4 separate regions of the Mus musculus genome follow, and regions 1, 2 and 4 are each linked to region 3. The links are chromatin contacts, called in public Hi-C maps. All regions are on one chromosome and are shown on one strand. Each heading gives the region's core, a stretch centred on a gene start, on an enhancer-like site or on the middle of the called end of the contact. The rest is flanking DNA. Distances are from core to core; before and after follow the strand shown. Region 1 overlaps Rora (RAR-related orphan receptor alpha). Region 2 overlaps Rora (RAR-related orphan receptor alpha). Region 3 overlaps Rora (RAR-related orphan receptor alpha). Region 4 overlaps Rora (RAR-related orphan receptor alpha).

Evidence for each region. Hi-C and Micro-C count contacts between places; a contact is called where the count stands out from the background.
Region 1: a contact with region 3 is called in a Hi-C map of liver, with 4 times the contacts expected there. The contact joins two enhancer-like sites. A contact is called at or near these places in 3 of 484 Hi-C or Micro-C datasets (all in liver), 1 of 115 datasets of contacts at active chromatin or transcription factors (fibro-adipogenic progenitors) and 1 of 9 other capture datasets (adipose tissue).
Region 2: a contact with region 3 is called in a Hi-C map of liver, with 2.9 times the contacts expected there. The contact joins two enhancer-like sites. A contact is called at or near these places in 2 of 484 Hi-C or Micro-C datasets (liver and nephron progenitors).
Region 4: a contact with region 3 is called in a Hi-C map of liver, with 3 times the contacts expected there. The contact joins two enhancer-like sites. A contact is called at or near these places in 1 of 484 Hi-C or Micro-C datasets (liver) and 2 of 115 datasets of contacts at active chromatin or transcription factors (embryonic basal ganglia and kidney).

What each region holds. Positions count from the first base shown.
Region 1 is chr9:69,180,235-69,182,997 of GRCm38.p6, forward strand. All of the region lies in intron 1 of Rora (RAR-related orphan receptor alpha), which reads left to right. Among named protein-coding and RNA genes, the nearest start is that of Gm46153, 120 kb to the right of the region's middle. Within about 2 kb of position 1,432, at least 24 of the 459 cell types and tissues checked have an H3K27ac peak or open chromatin away from gene starts, as enhancers often do. A contact at or near this core is called in liver, where this site is marked.
Region 2 is chr9:69,228,817-69,231,516 of GRCm38.p6, forward strand. The region is part of intron 2 of Rora (RAR-related orphan receptor alpha); the gene reads left to right. Among named protein-coding and RNA genes, the nearest start is that of Gm46153, 75 kb to the right of the region's middle. Within about 2 kb of position 1,320, at least 7 of the 459 cell types and tissues checked have an H3K27ac peak or open chromatin away from gene starts, as enhancers often do. A contact at or near this core is called in liver, where this site is marked.
Region 3 is chr9:68,824,718-68,827,417 of GRCm38.p6, forward strand. All of the region lies in intron 1 of Rora (RAR-related orphan receptor alpha), which reads left to right. Gm31262 (a long non-coding RNA gene) reads left to right here. Exons shown (of 2, transcript XR_379583.4): 1 at 1-2,700. Among named protein-coding and RNA genes, the nearest start is that of Gm31262, 2.7 kb to the left of the region's middle. Within about 2 kb of position 1,349, at least 23 of the 459 cell types and tissues checked have an H3K27ac peak or open chromatin away from gene starts, as enhancers often do. A contact at or near this core is called in liver, where this site is marked.
Region 4 is chr9:69,331,322-69,334,119 of GRCm38.p6, forward strand. The region is part of intron 2 of Rora (RAR-related orphan receptor alpha); the gene reads left to right. Among named protein-coding and RNA genes, the nearest start is that of Gm46153, 27 kb to the left of the region's middle. Within about 2 kb of position 1,445, at least 17 of the 459 cell types and tissues checked have an H3K27ac peak or open chromatin away from gene starts, as enhancers often do. A contact at or near this core is called in liver, where this site is marked.

The DNA.
Region 1 (2,763 bases), core at 182-2,681, 360 kb after region 3:
GCAGAACTCTACAGAAAGCGCCATGATGGTAGCGCCATGATAGTAGGCGTCGTTGCTAATTCACTGGAAGGGACATCTCCTCCTTTTCAGCCTGGCAGCTGCTTGTAAGTGAGAACAGATAGTCACCCCTAGAAACCGGGAGATCCCCACTTTTCTACTGGTACAAATCTTTTAGAAACCCAGGAACCAGTTTCCCATGCTGGTTCCCCACCCCAGAAGCAGGTCGGATTTACCTAGTCGTCTCAGGTTAAAGAGAGAGCTGGCTCGTGTTACATCAATTTAGTTCCAAACCCAGAGGAGTCCAGACTCAATCCCTGGGGAATAAAGCTGCCTCTCTGGTTCTATCCATTTTAGGACAACCAGGTCTTACCTTTGCCCTAGCTTCCCCTCACCATTTTCTTCCACAGCAGAAATAATGTGTTCCGTGGTCCTGGAACAACAGTTTGGTGCATGAATGATTGCCAGAGCACGTTCTAGAGTCTGGGCTCTGAGAATGTTCTGTGGCTCAGATGAGAGTCACAGACATCAGGTATTCAGTGAAGCCAGGCTATCATGTAGTATAAAAGGATGCATCTCACAGCTCTAAAAAAAAAAAAAAAGTCTAGGAATAAATAAGAGCCCATTAGGCTGCTTAAGGCAGGAGGAGCTGGGGCTGGGAGAAGGGTAGGCAGAAAAAAAGGACAGGAAAATGAGCAGAAATCTGAGAAATAGGCTGGAGAAGGCTCAATGAGTTGAATGCAAACATGGGGGCTTGGGTTTGATTGCAGCACTCACATAATGAAGCCAGGAGTGGGGCCATGGGCTGAGGAGGCAGACCCAGGAGGACCCCCAAGGTTCGACAGCCAGCCCTCTAGCTTCCTGGACTAATGCCCACTCTGTGAGAAACTGTCGTTAAAAGCTAGGCAAGGCCAGGGAGGTGGCTCGGTGAATAAGGACACTTGCCTGACAACCTGAGTTCAATCCTAAGGACCCACATAGTGGAAGGAGGGAACCAACTCCTGTAGGCTCTAACTTACACAGGATCACAACATGGCACAGACATGCACAAGAGGACTCACACACACACACACACACACACACACACACACACACACACACACACAGTAAGTAAAATTTAAAAGGCAGACAGTGTCCAAGGAATGACACTGTAGACTGATCCGTGGCTTCTACAAACACATGCACACACAGGAACACATACACAGTGCATGCACATACATGGAGAGAGAGAGAGAGAGAGAGAGAGAGAGAGAGAGAGAGAGAGAGAGAGAGAGAGGAGTGGGAGAAATCTGAGAATGTGCTGGCTTCCTGTTCTTAGCTGCTGGAATTACAGAGTTGTTATGTAATCCAAGCCAGCAGCTTGTGGGGATTTGGCTAATAGTTAACTTAATTTCTCAGGAATGTCCTTTTTTTTTTTTCCCTAAGCAGAAAGAAAGTAGAACTCTGGTCAATGAATCAAATGTTGGGAGGGCCAGCTGGGAGGACCTATTCCCACAGGACCCACCCAGTGCTTGATACTTTACTCTTTTTTTTTTTTTGATACTTTACTCTTTAGTTGCATACTGAGTGCAGGCTAAAAGAATTATTCCCATTAGGAGAGGACGACTCCTGGAGATAAAGGAGCCTTTTACTTTGAATGCCTCCATGAGAAGAAGTAGCAGTTGACAATTCCACCCATACAGTATCTTCCTGTCATTATAAAACTATAATAAAATGATGGCTCACAGTAAGGCTCTAAGACTCTACATAGTAAATAATAATAATAATATGAAGAAGGAGAAGAAGAAGAAGAAGAAGAAAAAGAAGAAGAAGAAGAAGAAAGAAGAAGAAGAAGAAGAAGAAGAAGAAGAAGAAGAAGAAGAAGAAGAAGAAGAAGAAGAAGAAGAAGAAGAAGAAAAAGGACTCATATCAGTGCCAAAGTGAAGGAATTCTTTGCAGCCCAGTGGCTCATCTGCAGTCCAGTGGTCCCAGAGGCCACACCTGTTATCTGGGGCTGGCTGGCTCTGTGGCTGAGACCCCTGGCTGAGTCTCACTTGCTCTGGTGAGTCACTTCTGCTTTCATTACTGGTGATAAAATTCTGAAAGTTTGCCTGCTCCTTCCCTGTCACTTTTCAAGCTGCATTCAAAGCGCCCTTTCGAACAGGACATGAAATATGGAGTGTTAAGGGGAATATTCAAAGTCAAGAGGAAGCTGACTTAGCCGGAATGTTCCATGTGTCTGGGTTCAAAGCTTCCAGCTTTACCAGTTATGGCCTCTGGGGTGACTTGTTTTTTAGGTTGTTACCTTGGAAACTGAGGCATGGGTTTCATCCATGTCAAGAGGGACAGTACCAACGTCATCACTCGAAGATTATTGGGAATACTTAGGTCATGTGGCAGCAGCTTTGGAACACAAGTAGGAAAATCGAGATGTTTGCAGGGGGCACTGTGGTCACACATTCCCCAGTGACAGGGACACATTCTGAAAATTGCATTTTGGATATCCCAACCCCCCCCCCCTTTGCGGTTTTATGCTTCTTTCACTGGGACATAACAAATTCCAGTACAAACTAAGCTATGTTCCTAAGACCTATCCTAGTTGACAAAGTCAAGATTTGAAAGACTAAGACCTCATTACAAACAAGAATTTAAAGAAGAGAGGATGAAATTATTTCCATAAATAAAGATAAAGGAATGTTTCTTTAAATGTGTGTGTGTGTGTGTGTGTGTGTGTGTGTGTGTTTGTGCACATGCATGTGTGTATATACCACAGCACATGTGCAGAGG
Region 2 (2,700 bases), core at 70-2,569, 400 kb after region 3:
GCGCACACACACACTAAATTAATCTAAAAAAGAAATCATAAAAATTAAGAACAAAATGAAGTTAAGAAATGATATAATCTAAGCATCTCTACTAAGCCCAAAGCCCAAAACCTCTGGAGCACAGCCTGCCACATCTAGAATGTTCTACACCTGACCTCATTGAGATAGAAAGGCAGGCACATTTTAAAAATTGCTGTATAGAATTACCTATTTATAAGTATATGCAAATATGCCCAAAATATCAGAAATCCTGCACACTCCTGATTGCCTGCATTTCAGATAAAGCCTCCGCAGCCTGAGATGAAGGCTCCTCTGACCCCCGTCAAAGTTCACAGTGAGTTCTACTGAGGCCAGGAGGCCTGAATGTTTTCACGTGTTTAAAGCGGAGTGGAAGGAACTAGGGGCAGGGGCAAGGACAGGAGGCTCCTTGGAGTGGTGCTGGCCAGCTGAATCACTGAGCTCCCGGCTCAGTGAAAGACTCCATCTCAAACGTATGGTGGTAAGTGACGGAGAAAGGCACCCAGTGTCAGCTTCTGGCCTCCATGTGCATGCTCACTCGTGGGCACGCACACTCAGATACTATTACACAAAAAGCAAGTGGAATGCACACGAAAGTTTTAATTTACCCAACCTCTATCAGGACTGTATTCAGAAGACACCCACATCCTCCCTTGTACACAAAGGAGACACTGGTCTGTTGTGCTAACTCCTCCCAGCATCTGCCTCCGGTAAAGTCATCCTCTCTGGTCTCTGTTCCCCATCCCCATTATATAAGACTCGGTGACTACACACCTCTCTCCACAGCCACCTGCCCTGGCAACCTGCAATACCTACCTCCCTCCTCCTCCTCCTCCTCTTCTTCCTCCTCCTCCTCCTCCCCTGATCCCTGAGGTCAACCCACCTGCCTCTGGAGTATGAGCCCACGGGTCCTGAGGACAGCTATGGTAGGCAGAAGCTGATGCTTTGGCTATGCCCAGTGAGGGTAGGCTTGAACACAGATAAGTCTCTATTTAAATAATGGGTGGCCTCCCCAGTGTGGACTCCCCTTTCGAAAACACCCCACGTGATGTTTTCAAGTACGTTTTGGACCTAATGCAATTTCTAAAGCCTTTCTCTTTCTGAAAAGTTTTGTTCCTTGGAAAAACCTCTGCGATCAAAACACAGACAGTACCACAGCAAGGATGAGAATTTGAAGGTTGTAGCTCCACCCACTGTTCTCACGTGATTTCCATTCTTGCCTTCTCACTCTTGCCTCACTCAGGACCATGGGCCCTTTGCTCGGTTTGTGCAATAACTGCTAGCAATGAACAGTTAGCAATGAATCTGCTAAGTGATTATGCCAAGGTTTGACCAAGGAAAAAGGGGCGGGATCCCCAAGTCCACACAGCGTTGCTGGCTTTACAACCAGGTGCACTCTCTCCTGGTTCAGGCCTCCAAGCTTGTGTGGCACCTCCTGAGTCTGAACCTGAGCATGTTTCGGGAGTGCAGAGACTAAAGGAAGAAGCTCACGAAGCAAATCTAAGCACAAAGGGACCATAGAGAAACGCCTAGGAAGCACAGAAATGGAGCCTAGAGTTAGTACAGTGTACATAGGAAGTTTAGCAGTCGTGGTCATGGAATGTACTAGAACTAATGGAACAACCACATGGCCTTCAAGGCCACACCACCCAAGTAAATTTTAAATGGAAATGGCTAATTTCACTTCTTGCTAGACTCTTCTTCTATCATAAATATTTCCTACCACCAGTTACCTGGTTCAAAAATGCATGTGGAAGAACATGCCTGCGTGGATGCTGTGATTTCTAGTCTTTGTCTCCTTCTCGGTCCTTAATTAAGTGCTGCTGCCACCCTGAGAAGCTAGTCATTACCACTGGGTGAGGAAACGGAGTCCCAGAGGAGCTATGTGACTTGCCCAAGCATACGAGCCAGACAGGCCAGGCAGGGTGAGGTTTTCCAGTTTCTGACACCCACACCCCATGCGCAATCCAGCCCTGTCACCGTGACTTTGGCGCAGGAAGTAAAGAAACAAACAAGCAGCAATTACATCGCTTTTTGTTTCCGGGGAGCAATGGATTCTTCCAAATCAATACCTAGACATGGGAAGAGAAACGTATTGTCACAGGTTATTGGAAGGGAGAAGGGAAGCTCAGGCTTAGCCGTTGCTCTTCCTGAAATAGCAAGCCACTCTTTAATCTCCCCTTGAGAACATGTCTGCTCAGATCTAATTCAACATGATTGTCATGGCTCTCTCTGGGCCCTGGGAATTCAAAGGTGACACCACGACCCCCATGTGTTAAAGATAAAAAACCCAAACAGGTGATAACGTATGACATGAATTATAATAGAAATGCCCATACACTGAGAAATATGGACGCTCAGAAGAGGAAAAATTGCCCTTCCAGAGGATTCAGCGAAAACTCCATGGACAAACTGACTGACCTCTTTGGTGGTGGTTGTTTTTGGCTTTCTGAGACCACTATGCAACCCAAGCTGGCCTAGGACTTGCATCAATCCTCCCGCTTCTGCATCTTGTGTACTGGGGATTATAGGTGTGTGCCACCAAAGCCACCATGCATAGCTATGATGACACTGAAACTGAGGATAAGCAGCAGTTTCCTCATTGGGAACAATGGAAAAGATCATCTGGTGAGTTACGATTTCAGCTTCCATCCCTGTCTTCCAACATCACCTTCTCCAGAA
Region 3 (2,700 bases), core at 99-2,598:
TTGCCTGGTGAGTTCCAGGCTAATGAGAGACCCTGTCTAAAAGTAAAAGTGGAGGCTTCATGAGGAGTGATTTCCAGAGATCCTGTCTTGTTACACACACACACACTTACCCATATATACACACTCATACACACATACCCAAACACCCATACACACACCCATACACATACCCATACACACACAAACACCCATATACCCGTACCCATACCTATACACACACCCAACACACACATACACCCCCCCCCCACACACACACACCTGACACATAAGCTACTTGACGGTTCCAGCCTAGCACTGGTGTCCATTCTTAATGCGTTCATTTTCTAGCTTCTTATTTTCTCCATTAGTTTTATTTTAAACCTAACTTTTTTTTTTTTTCATTTAAATGAACTGAAAACTAACGGCTCCATGTGGTGGGTTTGTTTCTTCCAAGGAGCAGGGGTTTCCAAGGTGGTGTGTTTAATGAAAATCTACTTCAATAGCAGCAGTTACCTTGAACAAACAGGAACTGCAGCCTCCTGTGAAGGAATCTCACCTGTCAGGAGACATTAATCAGCCTGTGAGGAGTGGAGGCTAGGCGCTGTGGTTAATTATTTAAAACTAGTTTCCTCTGAAAACATTTCTCAGACCATGCTGGCTGCTTTTGTTACGTATGGACATCGGCAGTGACAGTTTGTGCTTTTGCTGAGGTGGTTCTAAAAATACAGGAGAGGAATGTGGGTATATGATCAAAGTTCAGGGGCATTGTGATTTTTCTGCCTGTAGGTTTTGTGGAAAACAGTTGCTTGGAAAATTCAGATGAAGGTGTGTGTGTGTGTGTGTGTGTGTGTGTGTGTGTAGACATGGATCTACATGGATATAAGAGTGTGACCCCTTGGCATGCATTTGTGAAGGGCAGAAGTCAAAGTGAGGTATTTTTCTCAATAGATTTCCACCTTGTGTTTTGGGATGGGGTCTCTCACAGAATTTGAAGCTTATGGATTCAGCTAGACTGGGCAGCCAGTGAGCTCCAGGGATCTGTCTGCTTCCCCTCCCCCTGCCCACCAGCAGTATGGTTATCAACCCATGTCACCATACTTGACAGTTCTATTTGGTTGCTGCCAATCCAAACTCAGGTTCTGATAGTTTTGCAGCAAAGAATGTGACCAATTCAGCCATCTCTAAGGCTTCCAGGTGAACCTTTTGAGACGCCTTGTTCTTTCTGTGGTTGAGTTTATATAGTGGATCTAAACTGGGCCCGGGATCCAAGCTCAACACTGGGAACACCTTGACTAGCCAACCTCTGCAAGGTGTGGCCAGTTTGCTGGCAAGGCAAGCAAGCATGGCCAGTGTGTTTACTTTGGAAGGATTGATTTTCTGCTACACAGGCAAGGTGCTCTGTAAATATTAGCCATGGAAGGAATACCAGTCCTCACACTGGCCCTGGTCACTTAGTAAAGCCCTGCACATTTACCTCATAAACTACTGAGACGAAAGGAGCTCATGAGAACTGACCCTCAAACCACACTGATGTCAAAGTTCCCTAGAGAAAGGGTGGATTCAAACTCCCAGTTCAGAAGCAACTGAAGGAGATGGTCAGGCAGTATTGTTAGCCATTTTACACACTAGACAGTCACTCTACCATTAAAGCATTCACCCTAGCCCTCTGGTTGTCTGTTTTCTGTCTTTGATACTAAGTTGTGCAGGCTGGTCTTGAACTTCAGACCCATCTACCTCAGCCTCTGGAGAAGGTAGGATGACGCAACTGCTTTCGATGTGCCTGGCTGGGTTGTGAGCTCCAAGCCTGACCCTTACCCTTCTCATTGCCCCCCCACCCCGGTCTCCAACTCTCTAAGAGAAGACATCAGATCTGCTTGCTTCTTAGGATGATGCCTGGCGTCTGTGCTAATGCACGTTGCTGTGCATCTGGGAGAACCCTTGTGTGGAAAACAGGAGCTCTTAGCAAAAATCTTCCCTCCGTGCCCTTTTCTCTTCTCAAACATAGCCTGGGCAAGTATAAGAGCGGCCACTGAGGATGAAGATGCTGATGGCCTCTAACCACCGGCCTCTGCAGGTCTCCCTCCCATCTTCATCCTCAGTCTAAATTCTTGAGACAAAGTACAGTTTTCCAATCCTACCCTCCCCCCCCCCAACCAGCAGCTTTGGGATAAAAACGAAATGGGGTCTACTTGATTTTGAAAAGTTTCCATTTAAAGAAAAGGACAGATTCAGCTTTGCTGAAAATGACCGAAATAAAATGTCTCCGACTCTGCTTTTCACAAGGACTGAATTTTTCTAAAGGAAACCATCCCTAAGAAAATGCCACAACACATATATTCCGCTAAAGGAACAATTGCTAAGGGGACAAATGAAGTCTAAGTCGCCTTCATTCTACTGGCAACAAAAATAACTGTCAGCTGTGTTGTCTGTCTGTGGCTCCTTTGCAAAGAAAGAAGAATTTGGTTTTCAGGAGACGTTATGGAAGACTGTGTGTGCATCCCTGGCTTTGAGGCTGACGCTCTGCCTCTTTCTTGGGTCTCTGATTTTTCCTGGGTACCAGGTCCACAGCCAAAGGTGACCAAAACATCATGAGAGTTGTCACTGAATCACGCATGAGTGAACCATCAGAGCCACATGGTGGCTATACAGAGCTGCACATGGCTTTCCCCCTGAGCTTCTTCCACACTGGAGGGGTTACCTGGGCTAGGCCTAATTATATCT
Region 4 (2,798 bases), core at 195-2,694, 510 kb after region 3:
TGTGTGTGTGTGTGTGTGTGTGTGTGTGTGTGTGTGTGTATGTGTGTGTGTGTGTGTACTTATAATGAATTGCTCTGAGTCTCTGGAGAAGTGCTAGCACAGGACCCCGCAAGCCAGCAAGTGGAAAGTTGAGGTCTCAGCTGGGAGATGACTGTAGCTCCCATGGAGACAGTGTCTTCGCATGGCTGACATTAATGACAGCCCAATGCTATGCCCTCGTGAAGGGTTTTCATTTCAGAAGAACATCAAAACCACTGAGTCCTTTCAAGTCATCTTCTTTTACTGCGAAACCAGAAACCCTGCCGACGTCTGCTTGTCCTAATAACCTATGTCCCCGGCTGCAGGCTGTAGAAACTGGCTGTCATATAATTTTCTAATTTGTGTGTAGGTAGTTTCAGCAAACAAGTTGGTTTATTTCAGGGCATAACATCAGAAAGTGTCTTTTAATCAGTGGCACTGGGTAACAAAATCAGAATTTCCACCAAGTCCGCCCTCATTGAACAGTATTGTCAGGAGGGAAAAAAAATATGACGCAGGGTCTCATTCTAAGTTTTGGATGTTATTAGGAGACAGGGCTGATTGTATTTTAACAAATGTACCAGGAAGCATCCCTTCCCATGAACTTTGTCCCTTCAAACCAGTCAATCAGCTAGGACAGCCAAACATCTGTGCCAACAATGTCAGCATTGCCAAAACATTTGTGAGCAATCCTTTCTGGAGTTGCCTCCACCTCCTGCAATGTCTCGGTCTTTTCTTCATAGTGGCTGTGCTCCTTCTGCAAAAGGACATGATGGTCTAGAACACCCAGTCATTAATGCCCTGGAAAAATTAACATCAACCACCAAAAAAGTCCCAGGCTCCTTTCCTTTCCAGGGGTGGGGAGGGAGGGCCAGAAAGGAGCCAGCAATGTCCTTCTCCTCTGGTCGGCACTCAGCATTTACAAAAGAAAGATTTCGAAGTGTTCTGTGATGTCAGCATGAGTGTATTAAAGACCAGTCCTCATTTTGGTGTGGAAGACAGTGCCAGTGATCTCTGTGGAAGAGAATAGGGACCCCTCATTTTCTTCTTCCAGAAAATCAAGGGAGTGGATGATGAAGGTGTTCATAGGTGGCTCGCCTGCCTGCTGTAACCTAGGGGCATCTATAGCCATGAGATTCTTGTTAGCCTTCCAGGTTCCCTGTTCTGCATCCCACACATGTTAGAGTGTGTCAGAATCATTGCTCTCCTAACACTGTCCAGCGGACTCAAGGAGACAGAGAGAGGAACTCCTGCCCAGAATGACCTGGAATGGTGACTCTCAGTGACATAAACTTATCTCAGGAGGGTTCTCACTTCACCTGCCATTCCAAAAATCCCCAAAGTGAAACATTTGCTCACAGGGGAGCTTGGGACTGTCACTGTAGTCATGCTGAGCTGTTTCCAGGATGGGCCAAGCTGCGTTACACAACCATGGGGTCAGAAGAAGGATGTACCGGGTGGTGGGGGTTTGGAAAGCTCAGCCATAACTGATATGGAGGTTCTGTCGAACCGTCATGGCTCTACCCCTCCTTACATGTAGATGGGCCATCTAAAGCTACATGCCTTTGAGCCGAGTATGGTAGCCCATGCCTGAAATCCTAGCACTTGGGAAGCGGAGGCTAGAAGATCAGGAGGTCAGGACCTCTCTTCGATTCATAGAGTTCAAGGTGAGGCAGAGGCACAACGAGACCTTGTCTTTAGAAACTGAGCAGTGGAGGCGGGGGCGGGGCAAGGCCAAGGGGAGGAATCCTTTTTTATGGTGTAAAAGATGCCACTGAAAGTATTCACAAGAACTATACTATTTTCCATCGCTCTGCCTTTTTTCTAGGGATATTTTTGAGCTTGCTTGCAGAAAAGGAAAAATGGCCACATTTGGACTGGGACAAATGACAGTGTGCCTGGAAAAGTCCTTCTTGGGGCTGCCACTTGTGAGCTCAAACCCTAAGGCCCACTGGCCATTTCGACACACGGTTAAAGAATTTGTGACTAATCTCCCCCAGTTTAGCAGCTGTTTTCTCGGTAGACACAACCCACATTAATTCAAATGACACTTGATTCCAATTCATCCACTAGTTAATAACTCCCTGGCTTGTGGACTGTGTTAAGCGAGCCCTGGAGTCCTTGCTCCACATTTTTGTCATTGTTACTATTTCAATTGAACGTGGGCTGTGGTGTCCTAACAGTGACAGAGATGGCAGCTACCTGTCAGGTTAGCAGATAGCTTAGGAGCTCTGCTGTGTGATGTCAAGGGTCCCACAAACCTTTGACCCAGTTATTCAGGTTAGCCTAAGGCAAACTGCTCACCACCATCAAGAAGAAGAAAAAATGGTTTTCCCCATCTCAGCTGCTGCCTTTAGGTCCCTTTATAAGCTACTGGGATGGTCCATTGTAACAACCCCACATTTGAAGTCATTGCTGTGAGTCTCCCTCCCTCCACACCTTCAGAAGCATAGGGTGTTTGGCCCTGGGCCTTGGTTCGAGAGTCATTCTCAGAGAATATTTGTAACTGGGCTGGAGCTGGAGCCCCGTCGGCACAATGCCTGCCTGACATGCATGAAGAGCCAGGTGTAATCTCAGGCATGATGGCATATGTAACCACACTGTGCAGGAGGTGCAGTTAGACGTCAGGGACCAAGAGTTCAAAGGCATCCTCTGCTATAGAGCAAGTTTGAAGCCAGCCTAGGCTAACTGAGACCCTGAGGAGGTAGGGGAGGTGCACTGATAAATTAATTAGCAGTGTGCAAATTTGAAAAAGCCAATGAGAAGGAACGAGAAGAACA